Regions from separate parts of the Columba livia genome. Here region 2 is linked to region 1. A link is a contact called in public Hi-C data. All regions are on one chromosome and are shown on one strand. Each heading gives the region's core, a stretch centred on a gene start, on an enhancer-like site or on the middle of the called end of the contact. The rest is flanking DNA. Distances are from core to core; before and after follow the strand shown.

What was found. Hi-C and Micro-C count contacts between places; a contact is called where the count stands out from the background.
Region 2: a contact with region 1 is called in a Hi-C map of liver, with 5 times the contacts expected there. The contact joins two enhancer-like sites. A contact is called at or near these places in 2 of 2 Hi-C or Micro-C datasets (crop and liver).

The regions. Positions count from the first base shown.
Region 1 is chr1:174,018,953-174,025,553 of bColLiv1.pat.W.v2, reverse strand. No RefSeq gene overlaps it. Among named protein-coding and RNA genes, the nearest start is that of RBFOX2, 8.1 kb to the left of the region's middle. Within about 2 kb of position 1,858, at least 2 of the 3 cell types and tissues checked have an H3K27ac peak away from gene starts, as active enhancers do.
Region 2 is chr1:174,065,823-174,072,608 of bColLiv1.pat.W.v2, reverse strand. It overlaps RBFOX2 (RNA binding fox-1 homolog 2), which reads right to left. Exons shown (of 12, transcript XM_065048158.1): 2 at 4,946-4,996. Among named protein-coding and RNA genes, the nearest start is that of RBFOX2, 39 kb to the right of the region's middle. Within about 2 kb of position 2,923, at least 1 of the 3 cell types and tissues checked has an H3K27ac peak away from gene starts, as active enhancers do.

The DNA of each region.
Region 1 (6,601 bases), core at 609-3,108:
TTCAGGTACACCGATGCCACTAAAGCAGTACAACACCTGCAGTGCAGATGCAGTTCTGTGCATACATGCAGGTAGCATAAAAATGCTGCCTGCCTGCATTGCTTGTGTCTGGAAGGATGGGGAATAAAGTAGGTCCTTCAGCACTCCTAATATGAAGGGTCTCCAACTATATCCCCCAAATATATAATAATAGGAAACTGTGTGAAGAGCTTGTCTGGGAAATGAAAAGTCTTTTGCTTTCCTGTTGAGACTGTGGGCCTGACCAGCTCAAGGTAAATAACATGAGCCACAGAGGTACCACAGGGAGTGTGTGGGGACGCAGACCAGAAAAAAAACAAAACCAAACCAAACACTGGCTGTCCCCCACCCTCTGGGTGCCAGAGATATCAAGAAGCAGGGAAATACCTGGCATTTGTTCCCCTTGGTTGCCCATCAGGTGTGAACCAGAGGTTGTTGGAGGCTGGAGTCTACGTCAGGAAGCCAGTGACGGTGGCTGTTGATAGAGTTGTCCCTCCAGTAGCCTTGCTGGAGTCACAGCCCTCGCACAAACACATCCCTGGCCGTGTCTCTGACGTCCCTCGGGGCTGTGCCATCCTCTCTCATGCACGAGGCCGCAGCAGCCCAGTGGCCGTGACATTATTATTCAGCTTACATGGGCACCCAGACAAACAGACGGTACAAATCATTATTTGCAACTGTTCATTTCCAAATGGGCTGGAGGCTGCGCAGTCCGAGAAGGGCAGAAGCCCCGCCGGGGGCAGAGTTCGTTCCCAGTGTAACCGGCAGACGGAACGAAGGACAAAGCAAAACACCCGCTGTGGCGGCCGGGCACAGCGTGCAAACAGAGCGGGTGTTGTCATGTAACTCCTGTTCATTTTCAGTGAAGCACCCTGTTTATTAGGGCCCCTTAGTTACAACTCAATTTACTACATGACTGATCTCTGGAGTCGAGGCTGACTCTCTCCCTAATCGGTTAATTGAAAAGCATCTGAAAGTGCATTGTTAGACACAAAATGCCAAACTAAGCTGGTCCTTGACACGACTCAACTAGCAAGAAGAGCCATCTCCCAGGGCAGAGGAGAGCTCGCAGATATTTTCTACAGCGATCCCTGTATCACCTTTCACTCCTGTGACTGATGCAAGGACAAAGAGCGGGAGTGTGGTTGAAGCAGGCCCACACCCTGATGTTTCCCAGCTGTTCCAGCCTTCCCTTGGGATGGCCGCCGTCTGCGCGAATTACAACAGCACGGATTACGCCCCGGGATCCAAGCCACAGGAGCGTTTCCAGGATTGCTCCAGCTTCTCGCTATTCCAAACATTTTGCAGGCCCCTCCTCTTCTGCTGCTGAAGCTTTTAGCTCTTTGTGTTCTTCACGCTCGCAGAGTTTTCCAGTTCCATTCCTCATATTTTCCTTGGTCTCAGCTTTCAACTGAAATTTCCACGTGTCCAGCCGTACTTATTCAGCTTCCCAGATCACAGCACATACATTATAAATGACTCCACCTGCTGGCTATTCAGCAATCCAGCATTCATTTCAAAGAGACTGAGACACATAATACTTATTCATACGAACAGGATCACCAAATCGTGCCCTTAGATTGTGTCTTTTCTGCAAAAGATTATTAGTTTTCCTTTGCACAAAAAAGCGCTGTGTAAATTTATGATAACAACGACCAATAAGCACTTGCAATCTGATTTTACCCTTTCACTGTGCTATTTGTTGCTGATACAGCACACATTTCAAATAAGATTTGAAAACATACTACTTTTTTTTTTCTTCTGAGATTTCTTCACTCTAGAAATAGTTACAGCCTCTTTGGCTTCAGATGGAGATTAGAAAAGTGTGATGAAGCACAAGAAATACTTTACATATGGGCCAAGAGGATATTTTAAAAATCAGGCAAACTCCAGTTCGTAAAGAAAATCCCCCATACGTGTTACATCTGCAAAAACACTAAGAGTTTGCACAAAAACCCGATGCGTGCAGGGACACAGAGCCAGCTGGGTCAAGAGAACTGACTCCACGAGAGCGCCGAGAAATCCTTTTCGCGTGATTCAGCGTGACATTTATGCACTTGCTTAACTTCAAGCATGAGAAGCATCATGGCAGTCAATGAGGTTATTGACACGCTGGTGGACGGGGCGATTTTTCTGGCGCGGGGCTGAGTCAGGGCTGCGCCTCGTGTGCGCGGCTGCGCCAGCTGTGGGCAGGGGAAACCGCGCACATCTGTCTCGGAACATCTCCGGCTGCCCTGCAATTGCCAGCACGCTCTGTATCTCCAAGAAAATGAAATTGTTGCAAATGCAATTTGTAGCCCCCACCAAAATAAAAAAAAAGCAAAAAGGCTAACTCTCTCTCCCAGAATCGTGCAAACTCCAGACAGCACATAATCCACTACAGGAAATATAAACGCCTAATGCAATTTTATAGGCGTCTGGAGGGTGCCAAGTTTGCTGGCCCAGACAATAGGTTGCAGATTTCTCCATGGAAAATGAAAAAGAAAAAAAGAAAAATAAAAAAGGCGGGGGAAGGGCTGCGGCTCTTGTCAGGGCTCTTCAAACCTTGGGAACTTCAGCCGTGGTGCTGGCAAGAAAAGCCGCTAATCCTGCAGTCTGTAGCAATCAGAAACACAGCCATATTTAGTCATGTTTTCCAGCCCCTTCTCTTATTCCTGCCTACTGAACAGCCATTTGGAAGGTGAGCAGGGCTACAAATTCAAACCAAAATAAAACATTACCAGCCCATGACAGATTGAGGAGGGGATATCCACAGCCCTGTGCAGCCAATGGCAAAAGCGTGGTGGAATCCCTGACACCAGAGCTGGCCAGGGACACCAGCCATGTGCTGTAGGGTCCGGCTGACCCAGAAATCAGCCGTATGACTCAGGATTACCAGCGCTGTCCTGGCCCCACTCCCTCCAGAGGCTTGCCTCCCGCTTTATTAATACCACTTTTCTTCACACAAGTTGCACGCAGGTGGAGTTAAGCTGGTGTGGGTAACACGGGTTAAATACGGAATGGGGAAATTGCTGTAGTCTCCCAAGTATGTGCTATAAATTCAGGCAATTTAGGGTGGAGAGGAAAGCTGTAAGCAATCTGAGTGTATTCTTCAGCAGTGTGAATGCACAGGTAGGGCACCTAAATAAATGTAATTGTGGTAGCAGGCTATAACCCAGTCATTCTGGAGGAATCACTTAGTTCTGTCTCCCGGAGTCACTTACAGTGATTTTTAAAGATACAGTATATTTTTTTTTTTCCTCTTGATTCCCATTCACCAGCCATCAGACTGCTTGGGTGCCTCAGCTGTACATCTCTTAACAAAATACACTTTGTATTTGACCTCAACACTGAGTTTCCTCAGCTTGCAGTATGTATTTAGAGGCTAATCATGATATTCATGTGATGGACTTTACCCTGGAAAACTTCCACATTCTGCTTAATGCAAAGTCACACACATGTGTCTGTTTGCACCTGTAGTTAAACTTGTATGTACATATACGCACAAACACATACATGGAAGGGTTTAAGAAAGCCTCAGCACTGCTCTTTTTGATGCCCCTCACCGGTGCCTCTCCCAGGGCCTCCATCTCCTCGCGCTGCCCGTCCCGCCTGGAGGGGGCTGCCCTGTGCCCCCACCACTGTGCACAGCACCAGACTCTGGGTCCCAAGGGAGCCCCTGGGCAGCTCCTGCTGTCAGAAAGTCACTGGGGATTTGGGGGCACGTCCTTGAATTGCACCACCTTTGGCAGGTCCCTGCTGGCCTGGAGCGATGGGAACCCAAACCTGGATGTGGGACGGGGCCTGGGTGGTGTCTGCCCCCACTGCAGCCCCCTTGCCCACATCCCTGCATCTGCAGGTCAGCCCTTTGGAGGTTGCTGCTCCCCCTGCCTCCCTCAGCCCTCTGCTTTTGTGGTTTTTCTTTTCTTCCCCTTTCCTGCAGCAGGAAGTTTCCCTTGGGAGCCATTAGTAGGGGAAGGGAGACCAGGAGAAAAGAGCCAGAGGCTCAGATTGTGAACAGGCACAAACTCACCCCTCTGCTGCGAAAAACTCGTTGAAGGCCCCAGAGCTATCAGGAGCACGAGCCTACGAGCTGAGCCTCACCGCCCTGCCTCTGCTCAGCCCTCTTCTCCCCCAGCACACACCGAGGTCTCTGCAGTGTACCCCAGATCCCTGCTCTGCCGCCCGTGGCTCGCCGCTCCCCTGCGGCAGCGATCCAGCTGCTCTCAGCCCTGCTCTTCTAACTGTGGAAGACACACAGTTCCTGTCCTGTTTGCCTTCATCCCACGCACATCCCGTGGCCTGTGGCCATCAGAAAACACTGGGTCACGACATAAAAGCTCCTGAAACATAAGATGAGACGGGTGGCAAGGTCTTGTAGGAACCTCTGCGTCTACCCTGTGGGCAGGAGCAAGCCTTTCCCCGGCCGTCTTGCATGGCCCAAGGCAGCATGTTGACAAAAAGGAGTAACTGCTCCATCTTTCCTTCATAAATGCTCAGATTTAATCTTTAGGTAGGAGATGGGAAAGGCTGCCCTGCGTCACTGAGCCCAGAGCCCTGCAGCACAGACATCACGCCAGGTAATCCCTTTCATAAATTGCTCCAGCTCCAACTAAAACCACTGTTAAAGAGGTTTTCAGCTCCTCTACCTCTGTGGGGCAGCTGCTTTGGAGTCAGTTTCCAGCAAAGCTCTCTGTTTAGCGTTAAACTGTTGTCAAGGCGTTGCTTGGTTTTGAAGAAGGGCACCTCACGCTACCATCTCTGTGCTGTGATGAAATGCCAGCTTAGGTGCCACGGCATCAAACCAGTCAGAAACAGACCCCCAAAAATTACTGACTGCAATGAACTTCCTCTGTGTGCGTTAGCGCTTCTAGGCGAGCTGAGAAGCGCGGGATCCTGACCCTCAGGAACAAGCCCCCGCCGCAGCGTGCGGCGGTAATCACATTTCATCCCAGCACAGACAAATTCCTTTTGCGCTTCCTCTGAGCCGCAGAGCGCAGCACGCCCGCCCGGGAGAGCAGGTTATCATCAAGCTCAGCGGGACTCATAATCAGCACAGGTAAGTACACATCGTGTCTTGCTGTGCTTCGGAAATAAATAAGGTGACCCCTTTCTGCCTGCTGTATGGCTGATAATTCATCCCCTTCCTCCGGTTTTCAACCCATGAGGAATTTCTTCAGCTGAAACCATTCTTCATTAGTTTTCCGAGGTACTTAATTTTTAAACGCATCCCAGTCCATCAGTCACAGCCGGAATTCTCCATCCAATGATTTCCATGTCATCCTCTAAGGTTGTAATTTAGCAGTAGGACCCTACTAGATCCACACATCCTCACATTTTACCCAACAGCTTCTGCCTGAGCCTCTGTGCCGCTGCAGACAGGGTGTGAGCAGTCACTGACCACAGGTTTTATATTTTCACCAATGGTCTCTCAATCTCTCTCCCATTAATGTTTGTTTCATTTTTTTTTTTCAAAAGAAGACAGAAGTGCAAATTGCAGAGCAAGAATTGCCACAAGCACTTATTTTCTGTGAAACGTTGTGCTGTGACAGGCTTTGGCATCAAAGCATTTGCTGGGCAGTTCGGAGAGGAGAAAAGGGAAAAAAAAAAAAGAAAAAAGAGAAAAGACAGTTAATATTTTATCTATTCACTGCTCAGCAAAACCAGAAAGTGGTAGCATCAAAACCACATGTGAGCCGTCCCTACCCTGGTGCAGTGGCTGCCTGGGTTAGCAAGGGCTGTGCTGATTCCAACGAGGGATTAAAAAGGCAGCATCCAAAAGCCAAGCAGGTGAAGGGAACAAATTATGTCAGAGCAAAGTGTTCCTGTCTGCGCAGCCCATTGCTGCTGTTTGGTTTGCTCTCACCTGGTGACTTAAGCAGGAGAAGTTGACCCTGCTCCGTGCGCAGATGGATCCCCAGTTTCAGCCGCATGAGGAGCAATGTGGGGCTGGTGGACCTGGGAATGGGGTGGTTGTGATTGTCCCGGTGAAGGCATCTGGGTAGTTGCAATCCAGCCATTACTCCCAGCCTAAACAAAACCCTAACTGCCTTGTTTTTAGTACTGGAAGGGGGGTTACCTGCCCACACAGAGGCAGGGACCCCGTTGGGCAGGCACGGGGGCTTCTGGGACCAGCTGGTGGGATGTCAGGGGGTCTCTAACCTGTACTGGAGGTTGGTCCTGGGGGGGGCAAAAGTACTATCAGCCTGCTATGATTCACAGGGAGCGCTCCCTGCTTTGGTGGGATGAGGCAGTTGGAAGCTCAGCCTGAGCCCAGGGAAAATGCCTGAGCAGGCTATGAGCACAGCCTGTGGGGCTGTGGGTGCTGGCAGGGACCCCGCCGGGCACCCGGCGGTACGGCACACCTCAGCCTGTTCTTCACCCGCTGAAGTGAATGCTGGGAAGCCTGGCTGAGGTCGTGTTACACCCTCTGTGGCATATGCACCTGACCCTGCAAGAGCCGGGCAGAAGGGCTTCTCGTCTCTGAAATACACCCACCCCAGAGATACCAGCACAGGGCTCAGCCCCACACCCTGGCAAGCTGGACTGCGGGTGCAAGGTGCCCCGTGGGCTCCCACACCGGCACCTCTCACCTTCCACAGCC
Region 2 (6,786 bases), core at 1,674-4,173, 46 kb before region 1:
CTGGCTGTTCACTCACAGAGTGAGGTGTTAAAACTTTATTTAAGGCCCTTCTAGAACCTCCCTCTGTCCCTCAAGTTAAGCGTCTGTATTAAATACACTCTACTCAAACCAAAAGTGTAAGAAACAAACAAACAGAAAACCTACAAACAACTCTACTTTCTAGCTCCTGAGCAACTTAACACTTCTACTGCCACAACCTCACCAGTTACCAAGCTAGCTAGTATACACACTAGAGGGTTTATTTTCATGGTCAGTTACAAGCAGGAAAACAAATTAAAAACAAAAATGCTTTTCAGGAACGCTACTTGCAGATTTAAACTCTTGAGACAGAGTCTATTCCAGGACCAACAAAGTAGGGCACTGGAGAGACTGTGGTTGGTGCTATCATGGAACATAAAAAACCATCAAATGGCCATACCATTTTCCTCCAGAAGTTCACTTTTAATTTGTCTTATGAGAAGAGCATTTCAGTCTGTTAATACTAAACCAAGATATTTTTGTGGATATCCTAATCCACACTGCTAATCCACTGCTGTCCACCCAGCTGCTAATCAAGTTGTGGCAATATGCCCAAATGCATGCTTCATCCATATGATGAAGAAGAGGAAGATAGGTAAAGGAGCCTGATACTGCAAAGACAAGACAACAGAGGTTTCCACCTCTGAACTGTCTGCGAGACCCCAGCTGCTGGCAGCAGAGACCACGGATGGGAGCAGCAGTGCCTCTGCGCAGCCAGTGCCAACAGGCAGCCCAGTGACCTGCTGTCCTCCCTCTCCATGGGAGCTCATGCGTACCCTTCACACCTCAGGATGAAAGGCTTCCTTGCCCAGCTCCCCGCATCGGGGGGGGAAGTGCACAAAGAAAATAAATGGGGGAAAAAAAACCAACAGGGGAGGCTTCCTTTTCTCAGGGATTGCCACTGCCACTGTTCAGCCAGCACAGCTCACAGCCCCGGGGAGGGGAGGACATGCAGCCACCTGCTGCCTGTGATGCCCCAACAGTTACTCCAAAGCAGCAAGTGGGTAAAGACCCTGGGGAACAGGCTGACAATGAGAGGATTTAACAGCATTTCACCTTAACCTTGAATGCAAACCAAGGGGATAGTGATAAAGCTGTTCCTATCAGTTGCCATGGGCACCCGCGCTACCTTGGGCTGCAGCCTCATCCACCTACATGAGAACAACAGGTCAGGCCTGGTGAGTGCTCAGATGAAAAACCAGCCACTGAAATGAAGCTGTTGTAGGAAGTGTCACTTGTGATAGGTAACAATGTTTCCACCACATTAGTACCAAGTCAATGGCCGTTTGATTTAAGAATTGTACTCATAGAAGTACAAGCTTTTAAAAGAGGCTTCAAACCAACATCCTAACCCGTTTTGATAGCTGAGGATCACTTTCTGTAACAAAAGAGGTATAACAGGTCTAACATCCTGACCCATTTCTGGTGTCTGCAATTACCTCCTGCTTCCATAAACTCACTCTCCTCCTCTCTTACCTTCAGTGGCTGCTGAACAACGTGTTCTTGCTCATTTTGTTTCCTGTTGGGGAACAAAATTGTTCTGTACAGCTGCCAAATTCTGCCACAGAAGTGTCAGTATTCAGCACTCAAACAAATTTCAGATATCGTGTCTAATACAATTCGACACAGAAAACACTAGAGCAATATGACATAGGCCTTGGCTATATATAAAACAGCCTGGTGCAGTCAGCATGGAATAGCTTTCTGGAAGCAGAGTGTTTACTCTTGATGAGTTTGTTTTTATGTAAAAGTTATATCAGTATAGCTGTACCAGTCATTTTCCGTGTTGAGACCAACTCATAGTACCTCAGAGCTGTTTGTCACAGCTTGGGAAATGAAGCAAGGAAGCCTTGGTTCACTGCATTTTAGGCAGGCGCTCACGTTACCAAAAAAAAAAAAACCACCCAGAAACACCACTTTGTTGGCAGGCCCAATAGAGGGATCAAGAACTGAACAGTCCCCGGAGAATAAGCTCTCCTCATGAAAACACTTGGTTCTCATCTCTGCTAATGACGTTACACTAATGCTGCCTGTATTTTCCCTTTACTGAGGGCTTCGTTCCTGCCATCAGCATAGCTCTGGGGAAAAGGAGGGGGCATCCTGCCATTCCTGTATGTGTATTAGATGCCCACACAGCAAACCTGGAATTCTTGAGAACAGTCCCAGAGAGCTCTCCAGCTCCTTATGCAGCAGTACTGCAGCCCCAGTACTGCAGCCCCAGTACTGCAGCCCTTCTCTTTTTAGGCAAACTTACACCACAATGATTTAGCTCACATGCTCCTGGGCCCCATCACCAGAAAAAATCCAGTAAGACGGCATTATGGCAGGGTAGGTAAAGAACAACCCAGAAACTCTTGGTTATCATAAAGCAATCACACAACACCAGAATTAAGAGTAATAATGCCTCGATATAAATCCAGCTCATTTGCCTCAGTGCTGCTGCCCATGCATGATGATGACAGAATGCTTAAATATTTGGGAAAGGATACAAAATAAACTTCATACTGTAGACCTAAGCATTCCCAAATCACCAAAGTGAGGACTCAAACCAATCACATATTTCAACTACAAAAAAAACCCCTACAATAAGCTGGAACATCTGGGTATGATTTAACCACTAGAGGGTGTAAAACAGCATAGTGAAAGATTTGCAGCCAGCAATTAATGGCATTTAGACCTTGAAGGAGCAAAAGGACGTACAAACAAGTGAAGGAGTAGGATGCTACATAAGGTGAACAAAAGTGCAAGTTATATCTACAGAATTTCTAGCAGGACTAGTGTGGTCACACAACAAGAAGGCCTAGAAATAAAGCTCTGATTTGCTACTTCTGCTAAGGAAAACATTGTGGCAAAAAACACAGCATGAGTATTTACAATAAAGAACTGCAATGGGACAGAGCGAGAGACAGAGACACTCACCAGCTCAAATCCAGCTCCTAATCTGAGGAAATCTGTCAGAATTGCTCCTGCATCTCATAATTTGTTACAGGGTCAGGATCGCTACATGTATTCCCACACCACTTCCTTCCTCCTTTCCCAGCACAGAAAGGCAGGTGGTGGATCAGCCATCGCTGTCTCTCCCACACCAGTCCCAGTCTGTGGCAACAGAGGACTTCTTTCTCTGCTGCTACCATGTCACAGATCCTGAATCAAATTAGCTAAAAGCCTTGAAACCTCATTAGTGAGAACCAGACCTGAATTTAAGATGCTTCAGGGCCAAAAGCAAGAAAGAAAGACAAATACCTAACACAGATCAAGATGTTACCGAGAGCAGAAAAAAAAAAAGCTCATAAAAATCTTTTTTTGGCTGCATTTGCTAAAATGAAAGCACACAAGTTAAACTGAAGCTGTTTGCCCACAAAGACATTTCCATAAAGCTATCTGCCATTTGAAATACATATGCACACTGGCTAATACATTACTACCTGTGCTCACCCATACAGAGCCCTCCAGGGCTGCCCAGGCACTAATCATCATTTCACGCCCTGGCTGCTGTACAGCTTCCTGTGCCCACCTCCACTGATCTGCCAGCAACAGATTCTTTCAAACGAGAAGAATTATTAAGGCATGAGAAAGAAGAAACCTGTGAAGTGGGACGTCCTGGCAGTCACCAAAATGAAACACCAAAAGACACTCCTAAATGGGTAAGCTGAAGTACAAAATAGGGCGCAGAAGGTTCTACTGGAATGGACAAGTGAAAAGCACGTATGAACCACGTTAAGGATCTGCGACTGGCTCTGCCTCTCAACCCAGCATCCCTTACTTAGCCTGGATAGATTAGGAACACAACTCCCACAGCATCCCAGCGTGTAATATTTATTTGTGCTGGTTAACAGTTTAATATATCCCAGTAGACATTCTGAATAATTTCCTCCTATATAGAAATTCATACACATGTTACAAGCACTGAAGATTCAAGCTCTTCAGTTGCTGAAGCTGCACTATGCTGCACTTTCTCCATAACATCTCCTGTTATGCTGTTGCTCCATATACCCAGACCTCATCAAGATATGATGAAAATCACTTTCTTTATATAGCAGTACCTGAGAGTATTAAAGAATTTGATTTTGGTTTTATTATTTGCTCATTACCAAAATGTGCTGCATTATTGATTTTCCGTGTATATTAATTTCCTGTTGCACTGGTTCATACTCTGCTTTGCAGTAGCACTGCAGAACACTGAAAAAAAACCCATTCAGTCTAAGAAGGGAGGTTTAATGTGTGACAGTTGTATCTTACAACCCATTAAATTTCATTTGTTCCAAAGCATCTCCTCCTTCCGTCGTGCAAATTCATCATCTGGGATTTCTCTGTCTTCTGCTAGGAGGCAAGAGAATGCTTACAGATGCAATGCAGTGAACAGTGTAATTTTTACTGCTGCAGAAGGAGAACATCCTGAATAAGAGCAAGGAGCAGGGGCCCTGCAGGGCTTGAAAGGAAGGCAAGACAAGTTCACAGATACTAGAAACAACCCAATGGGATGTGTCATTCCTTACTCCACCAGCAAAGCAAACTCTCACAAAATTTCAGTGCTATTTTGCTCCCCAGATGCTAGAATTACTGCAATAAGTAAAAAAAAAGGGCCAAGCATGCACTGGCATTGAATATCTACAATCACTAACACTGAGGAGATAGAGTGGCAGCTTTGGACAGGGATTTTAAGTTACAAATTTTTTAGGAATAAAGAATTTCCTAAGCCATTGGTAATGTGGATGATGTTTAACCCCTTGCCAGGCGTGTTGCCACATACCACTGGAGGCCATAAAAAGCATTCAATCTACCACATATATTTCCACAAGCATTCCACAAGAGCACAAAACAACTTCGACTCCATAACTAGACAGCCAGGAAGGTGTCGGACAAAACATCCATAAGTGTAAAGAGATGAGCACACAAACACACGCATTCACTGCAATCAGACTCTTACTTGATTGTCTCTTGCTGGGTATCCATGATAACCTGAAGTCAGAGGCTCGTTCTGCAAGACAAGAAGACAAAGAATGAATGTTGTGGTTACAAGGCATAGAAACCAAGGAATTATATGCCTGTCTTAACTCAGCTGAAAACGAGAACCTGCATGAAATGGGGGAAGAATGAGCTAAGATTAAAGTACTCTGCTAACTTCCTATTCTCCACGTGAGCCAATACACCTAAGATTCATTCTCAACTGCATACGCCAAACTGTACAGAAGAAAAAAAAATAATTCAAAGCCATAAAATAAGCATAAACTAATCTTACCTCACCCCCTGTAATTTCAGCTGTGTATAATTTTTGTAATTTTCCCAAGAATTTTTATATGCAAACTTCATTTACCATCATGACAACTGAACAAAATAGAACATAAAATTACTGAAGCTACTGCCTACCTTGCCCAGTCTTGAATAAATGTTTCCATAAACATTAGCCATAAAAGTGTCAATTTTCTCCTTTTCAAAGGTATACTAATAGTTTAAGATGTACTTAAAAAGCAGTCAGTGCAACTTCAATCACCCCAGTAAGCCTCAGAAATACCTCACACACTCCCAACAGGAAATCAATCCTCTAAACTTTCTTCCTTCACCCCAGAAGGGACTCTGAGTCTACATGTTTTGTGTTATTGGCAGCCCCATCACCCTGCTCTGCAGGAGTACATCAACCTCCAACACCTCTGGAATTTCTCCATTAAATTCCCAGATTTGTCTCTATTTCAGCAGTGTAGCAGGGATTAAGATATCATACTTCATGATACTTCCTAAATGTTTATTTCTTTTTCTTAATTTATTTTCCATTATTTTCCCTCCAACATCACCTATTCGAAATGGGGACAGGGCACTCACACAGGGCTCATGCATGCACCTTTCTCTCTGGGTGGAGGATAAACTAAGTTATAATAAACAAAGCCTGTATCAATTCCACCTGGTACCCCTGTGCATTCACATGGAACTCCCAGTAGAAAGCTAGGAGGACGAAAAGAGGCAGCTGCCCTCCGCAATCACTTTTTAGGTCTGTTCCTATCTCTTGTTATGACTTGTGAGGAGGAACTCCTAAGTCAGCCCTGTTCTTTCTCCAGCAGCTCTCAGGCAAGGGGGGGCCCTCTCTAGAGGCCCAAGGGGAAGATCCTGATAAAACACAACAAAACAATCCCCAACTGTCAAAACCAAAGATATTCTGGGCATGAAGCTGACAGAGATGTATGATTGCTGTCAGGAAGAGTTTTTGTTGAGATGGTTTTGTGTTTGTGCTGGGATACTGGGGTTAAACAGACCAGCTCCTACCAGAGAGAGGTCTTCTGCTCTCCACAGGGCGTGTGGCTGCTGGCACCATTTCAGAGTTTAAACAAGAGCACTTTAACACAACTTCTGCTAAAAACCAAGGTGCTAATATTTCAATACAGGGACTGGCAATGCTATTTTAAGTTCAGATTCATCCTCCCTCTCTTCCTCTTTACCTCAAACCTACCCAGGGGATTCTCCGTGGAAACCTGCCAGGAAACATCCAGGCTCTCCTCGGGCTCTCACACTAAAGCTACAGAACATGCACAGTGTGAGAGCTTCAAGGACAACAAAACTTATGGCAGCCAGCTTTGGGGATTAACAGTAATTAATTAGGTTGACCACCCTGTGAGTACATTTTTCTCGAATACTAATAGCCAGCAAGCAGGTAAAGCACAAAACTCCACAAATAATACAGAAACACAAGGAAGGACACAGAAGTTGGAAGAAGCAAGTGGAGACCGACAGCTACAGTACCAGGGTCTCATCGAGCTTTCGGGTTTTAACCGTGAACTT